Linked DNA regions of Zea mays: region 1 is linked to region 2. Evidence: chromatin contacts called from public Hi-C data. All regions are on one chromosome and are shown on one strand. Each heading gives the region's core, a stretch centred on a gene start, on an enhancer-like site or on the middle of the called end of the contact. The rest is flanking DNA. Distances are from core to core; before and after follow the strand shown.

Evidence for each region. Hi-C and Micro-C count contacts between places; a contact is called where the count stands out from the background.
Region 1: a Hi-C map of endosperm shows a contact between it and region 2, with 2.3 times the contacts expected there. The contact joins the promoter of LOC100194244 here to the promoter of LOC103646598 in region 2. A contact is called at or near these places in 5 of 25 Hi-C or Micro-C datasets (bundle sheath, ear, endosperm and 2 more).

The regions. Positions count from the first base shown.
Region 1 is chr2:76,447,425-76,453,074 of Zm-B73-REFERENCE-NAM-5.0, forward strand. LOC100194244 reads left to right here and starts at 3,154. Exons shown (of 3, transcript NM_001139285.1): 1 at 3,154-3,255; 2 at 5,138-5,639. The coding sequence starts at 3,212.
Region 2 is chr2:76,206,376-76,211,448 of Zm-B73-REFERENCE-NAM-5.0, forward strand. It overlaps LOC103646598, which reads right to left and starts at 3,328. Exons shown (of 3, transcript XM_008671305.2): 1 at 2,807-3,328; 2 at 1,372-1,452; 3 at 496-1,276. The coding sequence starts at 2,921. The coding sequence ends at 921. LOC100384385 reads left to right here and starts at 3,644. Exons shown (of 4, transcript NM_001176928.1): 1 at 3,644-4,028; 2 at 4,140-4,416; 3 at 4,497-5,073. The coding sequence starts at 3,874.

The sequences.
Region 1 (5,650 bases), core at 1,904-4,403, 240 kb after region 2:
TTGCGAAAATCCACTCGAAGCTCGGGGGCTACACCCATTGGTTGCACAATGAAACCCGAAGTCCAACAATGCAAAATGCTGACCTCCGAAGCATGGACCTGAGACAGAACGCCAAACTTCGAGGAATAATAGCAGAAGAAGACAGTAAAAAGAAAATGTGTTAACCGGGCCACTCAGAATTCAGAAGCAGTGACCCGGCAGACTTATTCCCAAAGCACTCCCTGTTAAAATCAAATACTACGAGCTGGACCTAGGATCTTTTGGCCGTTTATTCCAAAATCAGCCCAAAGATCGGGGGCTTGTGGGGGACAGATATCCCCTGGGTCCACTAGAAGGATAAAAGACCTCACGAAAGGCCCAAGGGCCCTCATAATTCGTAAGGTCATCCCCTCGTGGGCCTGGGAGGAACGACCAGTGGAACGGATTAGCACACGGCCAGGTCGGCGCAAGCCCGGACGGCCCAACAAATTCGAGCAGTGATCGCAACAGTGACCCGACCTTCGCGCGCAGGGGCCCCGTACATCGGAACTGAGCGAGGATGAGTCGGCTGAACTATAGGAAGATAGACTCAGTTAGTTCGCTATTACTTTGGCACACGTTGTTATCATATCCACGTGTAATGCCCCACGGTCGAGTATATAAGGCCCACGGGGCACCCCTTCAAGAAGGGAGACATCATTCATCACTTAGCCATCCACCCCGCTCTCTACGTTTTCTAGCACTAGAGAGCTCCCTTGTAACTCATCGCATAAAGCATTCAAGCCAGGACGTAGGGTGTTACGCATCTCAAAGCGGCCCGAACCTGTACATCATTGTCTACTACTTCTCGTGCGCCCAGCACGAACCATCGAGCTATAGTCGGTAACACCGTCCTACTCCTAAAAGCACCTTGGGGGGTAACCCTGGGTGCGCGGTCGGACCCGAAACACCGACAGGGGTTGGTAGCATGGCCAACTGCACAAACACCGGTTGAACCGCCCTTGTGTGTCGATTCAATTAAGTTTGAGCAGAGAGGTCCAGGGTCAAAACTCGGTTGAACCGCCCCTAGGGCCAGTTTAACGGGTTTTAAGCAGAGAGCTCTAATGGCTTGCACCAGTTGAGCAACCCCTTAGGGCAGGTTCAACTAGCTTTGACCAGAGAGGACTCCAACACCAAAACCTCGAACCAGTTGAACTCGCAGAAAAGATCAATAGACTTGGTTTTTGAAATTAGCTTTTGAAACTGAGAACTTGAGCTTTACAAACACCGTTACCTTTGTGAATCCCTCTTTATATGGTAATTGCTACGACTCAAGAAATGTAAAATTTGAATATGTTGATGCTTGGAATCACATGAAGCACGCCATATGATGTAAATAACTTAGCCACAACACGTTCCTTTTTTGTTCACAATTAATGCTTGTACTTCTTTTGTCTTTGAAATAACTGAACATATACTAGGAGCAAACTTATTAGATACTTTATTTGTTTTGTCATTTAATCACCAAAACCCTCAAATGGATTGATTGCACTTACACAAAACAGTGAGCTGGGAGCGCGTAATTTCTTGTCAAGTGTGTCTTGTGCAGCTACATGACAGAGGTATTTATAGGGGTAGTCAAGGGTTGGTGGACCTAAGTACAGTAATACCCTCGACTACCAACTATATTCACGACGTGCACTGTACAATGGGGTAATTACAGGACTGTAAGTACAAGTCTCCCTATCACACCAGAATTGGTACCCTCTCCAATCGTTGACAGGTGGACCCAGAGTAGTTGAGTGTTGTTTCACAGTGATCGTATGGTGCAAGGACCTAGCGCATGCCTTTTGTCCTTCCTCATGGAGACGTGGACTCGTTGCTCATGTCGACACGACGAAGTCGACCACCTTCGACTTTGTTAGGCCTTTGTGTAGTACTCGAAGGCTGACCCCTTCGTAGGTCACCCGATTGACTTTGCTGTCAGAGTGGAAGGGGCGGATCCCATCACCTTTGAGATCCGTTACCAGGCATTCGCTTCTTTCTTGCTTGAATGGTCGTCTGACACTTTGGTAGCAGGTTAGTGTGCAATGCAAAGAGATCGAGGGGTCGTTCTGTCTTCGCTCCAACACACAACACAATAGAAAGCCACACGTAGCACAATGCTCCTACATAGTACCATCTCGCTAGCTGAAAAGGGATGAACAACCAAGCGGTCTAAAAAAAGGTCGACATCTTTTTCAACTCATACATTTCTTGGCTTTTTGTTAAGATAAGTGTAATATTTATTATTATTAATTTAATATCTGATGTGAATCATATGTTTACTCCGATATTAAATTTATTTTATGAATATCAAATATGATTATATTGCGACGGATATTGTACTAGTGTTTTTTCTAATTGGAGTCACTCCGTTCTAGTTACTTTGTAACCAAACAACAACAAAACTGGGACAGAACAGCTCCGTTCTACTTGGCTCTTCAACCAAACACTACCTAAGAGTTTCATCAACAAAATACTCGCTCCATTTCAATTTATATTTCGTTTGACTTTTTAACCTTAGGTTTGACTGACTCGTCTTATTAAAAATTTAATAATTAATATTAATTTTTGTTGTGATATTGTTTAGTGTATAATATACTTTAAATATGGCTTTATTTTTTTCAAAAATTGATTAGGACAAGTCAGTTAGATGTATTTTAAAAAAAGTTAAATAAATTATAATTTAGAACAGAGGGAGTATTTTGTTAATCCGAACAACTGGGTCTAAGTTATTTTCTGCACAAATGAACCGGTTGCATGGGATCCGGATCATCGGCAGTCGAACAGTCTGACAGGTCCTCCGGCGTCGACGCGTGAGAGCAGTCGACTGCCGAGTATCCCAATCCGTTGCATCCGTCGGTGACGGGCGAACTTTGAATGCACGCTACCAAAAGAGGTTGGAAACGCTGACTACTCAGCACTGGAAAAAGTACACTGAAAAACTTGTTGAAGTGAAATAACGACAAAAAGAAAATATGGAGTTTTTCATGGCGGAAAGGAGCCTGCCAGCCTGGGCGACCCTTTTCAATAGCCGACACGTCGAGAGGAGCCCCTTGTTGCAGCGTGAGTGCAGCAGGCACAGGGAAGGGGACAACGTCAAGATCCTGTCCTCTGCGTCGACTGTCGAGGGATCGGCATGGCGTTGAGGGTGTCCCCCGTGTCGCATGGCGCCGCGGCAGCGCCGCTGCCGCCGCTCGCCCGGAGGAGGATGGCCCGTGGGGTGGTGGTGGCCATGGCGTCCACCATCAACAGGTGAGCACAGCGGATCCCTCGCCTCTCGCTGTCTTCCTGACCGTGAGATGCTTTTTTGCGGAAACGTGTCGGTTGTTGGGAGCCACAATCGTTGGGGTAAGTGATATTCCCGATCTGCATTGACTTGGTCTGCTGGATCGAAGCAAATCACTGGTGAAAGTTTTACCTTTGCGATTGATTCGTGATCTGGGTGGGGCAGAGATGCCACATTGTTTTTTTCCTCCTCCCACCCCCTCGTTTTTATCGAGATCCACGATTTTGGATACATTTGTGACTGATTTGTTGTCTTCATCTCTCAGTTGATTTTTTTTATCTATCAGTCGATTTTTTTTTTGTTTCATCTCTCAGTCAATTGCGGCGGTATTAGTACATGCAGAAAGTAGTTGGCTGTTGATGTCTCAAACTTGTTCAAATCTGCTGATGGCGATTGAGATGTCGTGAGCTTAAGAAACGATTGGTTTACATCAGGGATTACCATCCCGTTTTGAAATCGAATTCCACCAGGCGCCGAAAACGAGATTACCGTCCCGTTTACATCAGGGATTACCATCCCGTTTTGACTTTACATTCTTTCTAAGGCTCTCTCCGGCAACTCTATGTCTCATTCCCTATTGCACCTTTTATTTTAAACTCCACTAAACAAACAATGTTATCTACAGCAAACAATGTTTTATACGTGTAATATTACATCCTAATTTGTCAATTAAACAACTAGATTTTGTCACTCTATTTGATGATGATAATAAATATGTTCGTTTTAGAGACTATGATGTAAGAATTTGTCAAACTTCACTCCAATCATAACATAACTTATGTTCACCGGACGAAATTAGGATTCATATCAATTAATCACGATTAGTCGGACGACTTAAGCGATTAATCGTGATTGGTCCAAACCGACTTGGACGATTAATCGTGACTAATCGCTATTAATCGGACGAGTAAACATTGAGCGTCACAAGAACACTTTGAAATATAGATGATTATCAATAGTCAAACTGATGCATTTGATACTCTGAAACAGTAAGAAAGCAATCACTACCTGCCATCAAACATAAGAAGTGGTTACTAAACTGAGGATGAAATGATAAAGATGTATTGTTAATTGTGGAGTGTCGTATATTTATTAACATGAATTTTGCAGTGTGTTGGTTGTGCTTTAGTTGATCAAACATTGCACTTGGTTCTCCTACCTTAGTGTAGCATATATGTTGCAATTTTAACGTTAGCACTTAAACCTACCCCATTAGATAATACTCCCTCTGTTTCAAATTATACGGCGTTTTGACTCTTTTGGGTACATAATTTTGTTATGCACTTAGATATAAATCATGTCTAGATACATAACAAAGAGAATGAAACTAGAGAAGCCAAAATGTCTTATAAATGGGAACGGAGAGAGTGTTCATGTTTGGAAAATTCCAGTAATTGCTTCAGATGGTTGCTTTGTTTAGGTTAAATTGTAAAAGCCCGAGGCAAGCTGTCTATGCAAAGATCAGAAGCCCTTCCTACCATTGTAAATAAGTTGTTTCACTCTGCTCCATGTGGCTTATGAATTGCTAAAGAAATCTCTTGGTCACTGTAACTTTTTTCCCAAGAAATATATGGAAGTTTCCAGTCCCAGGTTTTGTGTTAGATAATTTGTTTCCTAAATTTTCTGCAAGAAACAAGTGGAAGTTCCCAGTCTATAGTATAGTTTGTTCTAGTTTTCTGGAAGAAATATGTGGAAATTTACTTCCTGAAGATTTCGTGGTAGATAGGTTGTTGTGAATTGCACACATTTCCTTTTGTTTTCCCTTATGAATGGATCACCTTGCCAACTACTTCCCTTACTCTGCAATGTTCATTTTACATTTTTTGATTACTTGGGTGCTTTTACTAGGGTCAAGACTGTCAAAGAACCCTATACTCCTCCACGTGAGGTACATCGCCAAATTACCCATTCACTACCACCTCAGAAGCGGGAGATTTTCGATTCACTTCAACCTTGGGCCAAGGATAACCTATTGAACCTGCTGAAGCCAGTTGAAAAGTCATGGCAGCCACAGGACTTCCTACCAGAGCCGTCTTCTGATGGATTTTATGATGAGGTTAAAGAACTGAGGGAACGGGCAAATGAAATACCTGATGAGTACTTTGTTTGCTTAGTTGGTGATATGGTTACTGAGGAAGCCTTACCAACCTATCAAACAATGCTTAACACCCTTGATGGAGTCCGGGATGAAACTGGTGCAAGTCCAACCACGTGGGCAGTTTGGACAAGGGCATGGACAGCTGAAGAGAACAGACATGGTGACCTCCTTAATAAGTACATGTACCTTACTGGACGGGTTGACATGAAACAAATTGAGAAGACCATTCAGTATCTGATTGGTTCCGGAATGGTAAGCGATTA
Region 2 (5,073 bases), core at 2,078-4,577:
AAAACTATTGGACTCATTTCTTTTTGTCAAACAGCTAAACATAAAAGCAACTTCAGTAATTTTTTAAAAGACTTCCTAAATCAATAATTTAGGTAGTTAATATAAAAACTCATCTCCAACAGTTCTCTAATGGGGTGTTTGGTTTGAGGAATGAGCTAGTCTATCATATTCTCACTCCTCACTATTTTTGTTTGGTTTGCGGAATAGAATGAGTTCATCCATCACTACCTCATTCCTTATAGTTAGTTAGTTAGTACTAATATGAGGAATGGAGTCCTTCCACCAAATTTGAGGAATGAACTCATGATACACCACCTCAATTTGGATGGTTTGATTCCTCAAACCAAACACTCTATAAATGAACTTCCTAAATTTAGAAACTTCTCATCTAACCTCATTTCTTCTCTACATTAACCTCATTTTCTCTCTGCATTTGACAACCATTCAGTAACTCCCTAAACAAAAATATTGACTGCATTATGTAGATAATGAAGGTAATTGATGACATTTATGACTTATATTTTTTGATGTGGATAGATACAAAACAAAACTACAACCTATATTTAGAGAACTATTGGAGAACACACATTTTTTACTTCCAAATTTATTTAGCAACTTATTAAATCTATAATTTAGAGAGCAGGACTGTTGGAGTTGCTCTAAGACTATACGACACCTATAGCTTCCCTCTCGGGGAATCTAAATGTTTTCTCTGCAATGTCCAGAGCTGAAAGTCTGCAATGCACCTTTGTCAAACCAGTCCTGTATATTTTTACCCTACATCATCTTTCCTTTAACCTTTTTTCTTTAGCAGAGTACACCGCTCAAAACGTATATGTACACGCACCTCCGCAGCCTATTAAAATCTGTTCTCCTCTTCTTTACAAAATCATAACTTGGCACCGTAATGCTTGGTCGCTTTATCCTTCTGCTCCTTTTTCTTTTTTCTTCTTCCTGCAGGCTGTGAAGCTACGCTTCCAGATGAAGGTTGGAAGGCAGCCTGACCCCGATGACTTCTTCGATTTCTCACTTCTGCGACGAGTCCTCGTGTGTTCTTCTTCTTCTTCTATGGCATGAACTGCGCTACTTTCCAGATCATTGCTAGCATCGGTGACGCTGTCATCCTCGTCGTCATAATGCTGCTCCTCCTGAAGAAGCTCGAGGAGTCTCTGCTTCTTTTTTACCAGAGAAGGACCCGACCTGTCTGCCAGCATCCGCCCACTTGAGGGCGTTAATCTCGGATGAACGGGTGTGCTGCCTCTTGACGGAGTGAAATCTTCAGCCAATACGAGGAAACATGCCAAAATAATGAGAAAATTTTTACTTGCAGTGCTCCGGAACATGGTGTGAACCTATAGTTCAGGTTTTTACCTCCTCTGACGCTGTAGAAATCGTCTTCGCTGTCGGAATCTAGCCAGGGCCTCGCTTCGAAGAACGACTCGTCTTTGCTTCCTGGTGGCCACATCAAGAGAGGCATGTTACTAGGTTAACAGAACGAAATGAAGGCGCAATTTAAATTTGTCGCCTACGTTGAGGCATCAAAGGCAGGCGCGGAAGTCCTGTTGCAATTGAAACATAGTAACAGACAGAGAGCAATGAATTGCAGCTACGACTTCATTTACAAGGTAAAGCAAGTGCGTCAAGCGTTATAAATACAAGAAACTGTTGCGGTGACATTGGAACTAAAAAGAAAAAAAAAGAAAATTCCCATGGACAGAGAGTTGGCACTAACTTATTATCAGAAAAGGTGAGACACTTGAACTTTTGTTGTGAAATAATGGATGTAGACACGATTGACTTTCCAGTTTGTAGGAAGCGTGGTATCACAAGGTCTATGTGTTTTTTTTTTGTCAGGGGAAGAAGATTTGTCCATTGACAGCTAGAGAAAAGTACATTTGGACATCGATTTTTATTTGTCCACTAATACTATTTCGTCATAGTATTCAGGACACCTCACATTCAAGTCCCAACTGCAGAATACGACGGCGCATTTATTTACTGGACGAAATTAATAAGTTCTTCCCCCTCAAGGTTTGCAAACAGAGAAGGCAGTACAACATCGCCCCATATATAGAATAGAAGTCAAAGAAACGGGCCACAGGACGGCATTAAGGTCAGATAGTTGCAAAGCACATCCGTCTCCGATCCTTCGAATTTACCGGCATTAACCTTCTCCTTAGGCTCGTCAAACAATCAGGTGACCTAACGCACGAGCTACCTGTCTTGTTCTGCTGGGTGATATGACCGTTCATCATCACACATTCACACACCTCACCGGACGAACAATCCTACCAAACAGAATCGACAGCTTTGTGTTATGCTGTCGCGAAATGTGCCGGCCCACCTAACAAGGTGGAGTAGTCTTGCGCTTGATAACATACAGCCAAGGGTTTGTTCGTTTATGTCGGATTACACCCGAAATCATTCCAGCTAATCAAAGTTTATATAAATTAGAGAACCAATCCGGTTATGAACCGTTCCGACTCACCAATCCTAAACAACCGAACGGCACCTAACTTGATTCATCGCTTTTTTTTTTTTGCCCCATCAATCCATGACAACCCCCACCCAGTAGAGTGATTAAAGAGTTTCTGTGAACAGGATAAGTAAATAGATTTTGTTATATATAGATAGATAAACGTAACAGAGGGAAAGGAATATACACGAAAATATACTAAAAATGTGCGGCATTGTGGACGATGCGTAAATAGATAACCCAGCCCTCCATTAACCAGCGATTGAAGACGGTGGCAAAAGCGGACGCGATTTTTTAATTAGAGAGAAAAAACGATCGGCAGGCGCGTACCATTAACCGCTCCGTCGATGCTGTGATCTGCGCCTGCCCCGACGACGGTTACCGCCCCGGCACGATCCGTTTCGTACTTGCCATCCGGCAAAGGCTCCGCCACCGCCGACGGCATGGAGTGGGAGGAGGCGCTGTCGCCGACGATCGTAAGCAGCCTCGTGTCGCCGCCACCCCTGGCGCGCTCCGGGGATGGTTGGGATGTTGACGCCAGGAGCAGGGATGGGGAGCCGGGGCGACGATGGACGGCAGAATGCTACAGCGCCGCGCGCGGCGAGCAGAGGCTGGAGGAGGGGGTTGAGTAGTTGATGGATTTTTTGTGTGGAGAGATTGGCGGTGCTTGCCCGCGGTGTGTGTTTTTGCCGTTTTTGTGTGGTGGTGGCCAGCTGCGGTGGAATGGAAGGAGGGAGGGAGGGAAGGGAAGGAGCAGGGCCACGGAAGGAATTGTCGAATTCGAAGCATCGCGTGGTGCGTGCGGAGACGGAGCATTCTCCTCCTCGTCGTCTGTGATCTGTCCCTCCCACCCACGCGCTCTCAGGCTATTCTCAATGAGGGTTTCATGGAGAGTTTCATGACATTAATTACTGTGACACATCAGCATTTTTAATGACATATCAATGATTTAATGAGGGAAGAGAAGGAACTAGTTTCATCTCCATGAAACGCTGCCAACCCGTTTCCAAGACATGTGAAATCGTGTGAAACCCCCATTGAGGCCCATATCGTTTCATTCCGAGATCCACTGTGGCTTCTTCTCCCACACCCCACACGCGCGCTTGAGGCCCAAATATACTATCCCTGCCTTCATCTGCTCTCGCTTGGTCCGCCGTCACCTGCTTGGTCCGCCGTCGGCTTGGTCCGCCGTCATCTGCCACCCCACACGCGCGCCCGTCGGCTCCGTCACCTGCTCCCACAACTGCTCTGTCACCTGCGCCCGTCACCTGCTCCATCGCCTGCGCCCATCGGCTCACCTGCTCCCACACGGAGCGTCGATCCAGGGCGCCATCACCTGCTCCCGCTGGGACTTGTCCGCCGGCGACCGCACCTCCCGGCGACCGCACCTGCTCGCGATGGACCCAACGAATCAGAGGTCCTCAGGGGCAGGGCGGCGCCGCTCCGTTGCTGCTGCTAAGGGCCATGGTCAGCAGCATGTGCCGGCACCTACGTCACTCCGTTCGCCCTCTTCACCTGATTCGCAACAAGTACAGTCTCCAAATCCCCCATGGTACGTATTGTGGACTTTGGTATTTTTTTTATTAGTCTGATGCCTCCAACCTTTAGTAATTTTGGATTCTGGAAGGCATGTAGTAATTAGGTCTTCTGTTTTGTGGTACAGGAACTTTTATCCACCAAATGGTTTTGTGAATCTCATTAACCAACCATACATGCCAATGCCGTCGCAGCCACTTGGAGAGAATTTCCACTTTGTTGGTCTCACACAGAACTTCAACACTTCTCCGCCACCGCCACCGCCACCAAATGCTAAAAGGACTCAAAAACCATCCAGACTAGCTAAAGGAACAATTCAGATTGATGGTGATGGTGATGCAACCACTGAGGAATCTAAGGCAGTCAAGAAAAGGTATTGGACACATGACGAGGAAGTGAGGCTGGTAATAAACCTTTTCAAACCTTCTCATATATATAATATTATACAGGAATGAACTTCTAATTTGATGTTTCATATTCATAGGCTAGTGCTTGGTTGAACTGTTCTAATGATCCAATACATGGCAATGACAAGAAAGGAGAAACTTTTTGGAAGGAAATTGCAGAATACTTTAACAAGCATGCTCCAGCAGATCGTCAAAGGGACGTCAATCAATTAAAGATACACTGGACAAGGTTGAAGACAGTGATCAACAATTTCAATGGGTGTTGGAGCGCAGTATCAAAAATGCATACAAGTGGGTACTCTGATGATCAGTTAATGGATGAGGCACAAAAGATGTATGCAAATGGTAATAACGGCAAACCGTTCACGCTGGTTCATTGGTGGAAAACTCTCAGAAATGAACCTAAATTTTGTGCACAAATCTCACAGATGGATAAGGAAAAAGGTCAGAGCCATACCATTGACATCACTGAAGATAGAGATCTGCTTCCCTCACAACGTCCTATAGGAAGAGATGCAGCCAAGGCTCAAAGGAATGGAAAGCGCAAGGCAGAAGAGGTTTTGGATGGTATTGCTCGCCTTGGGGACAGCATAAACAAAATTGTTGAAGTGCAACAAGACCGGAAGCAAGAGCGTGAAAAAGTGGCTGAAACTC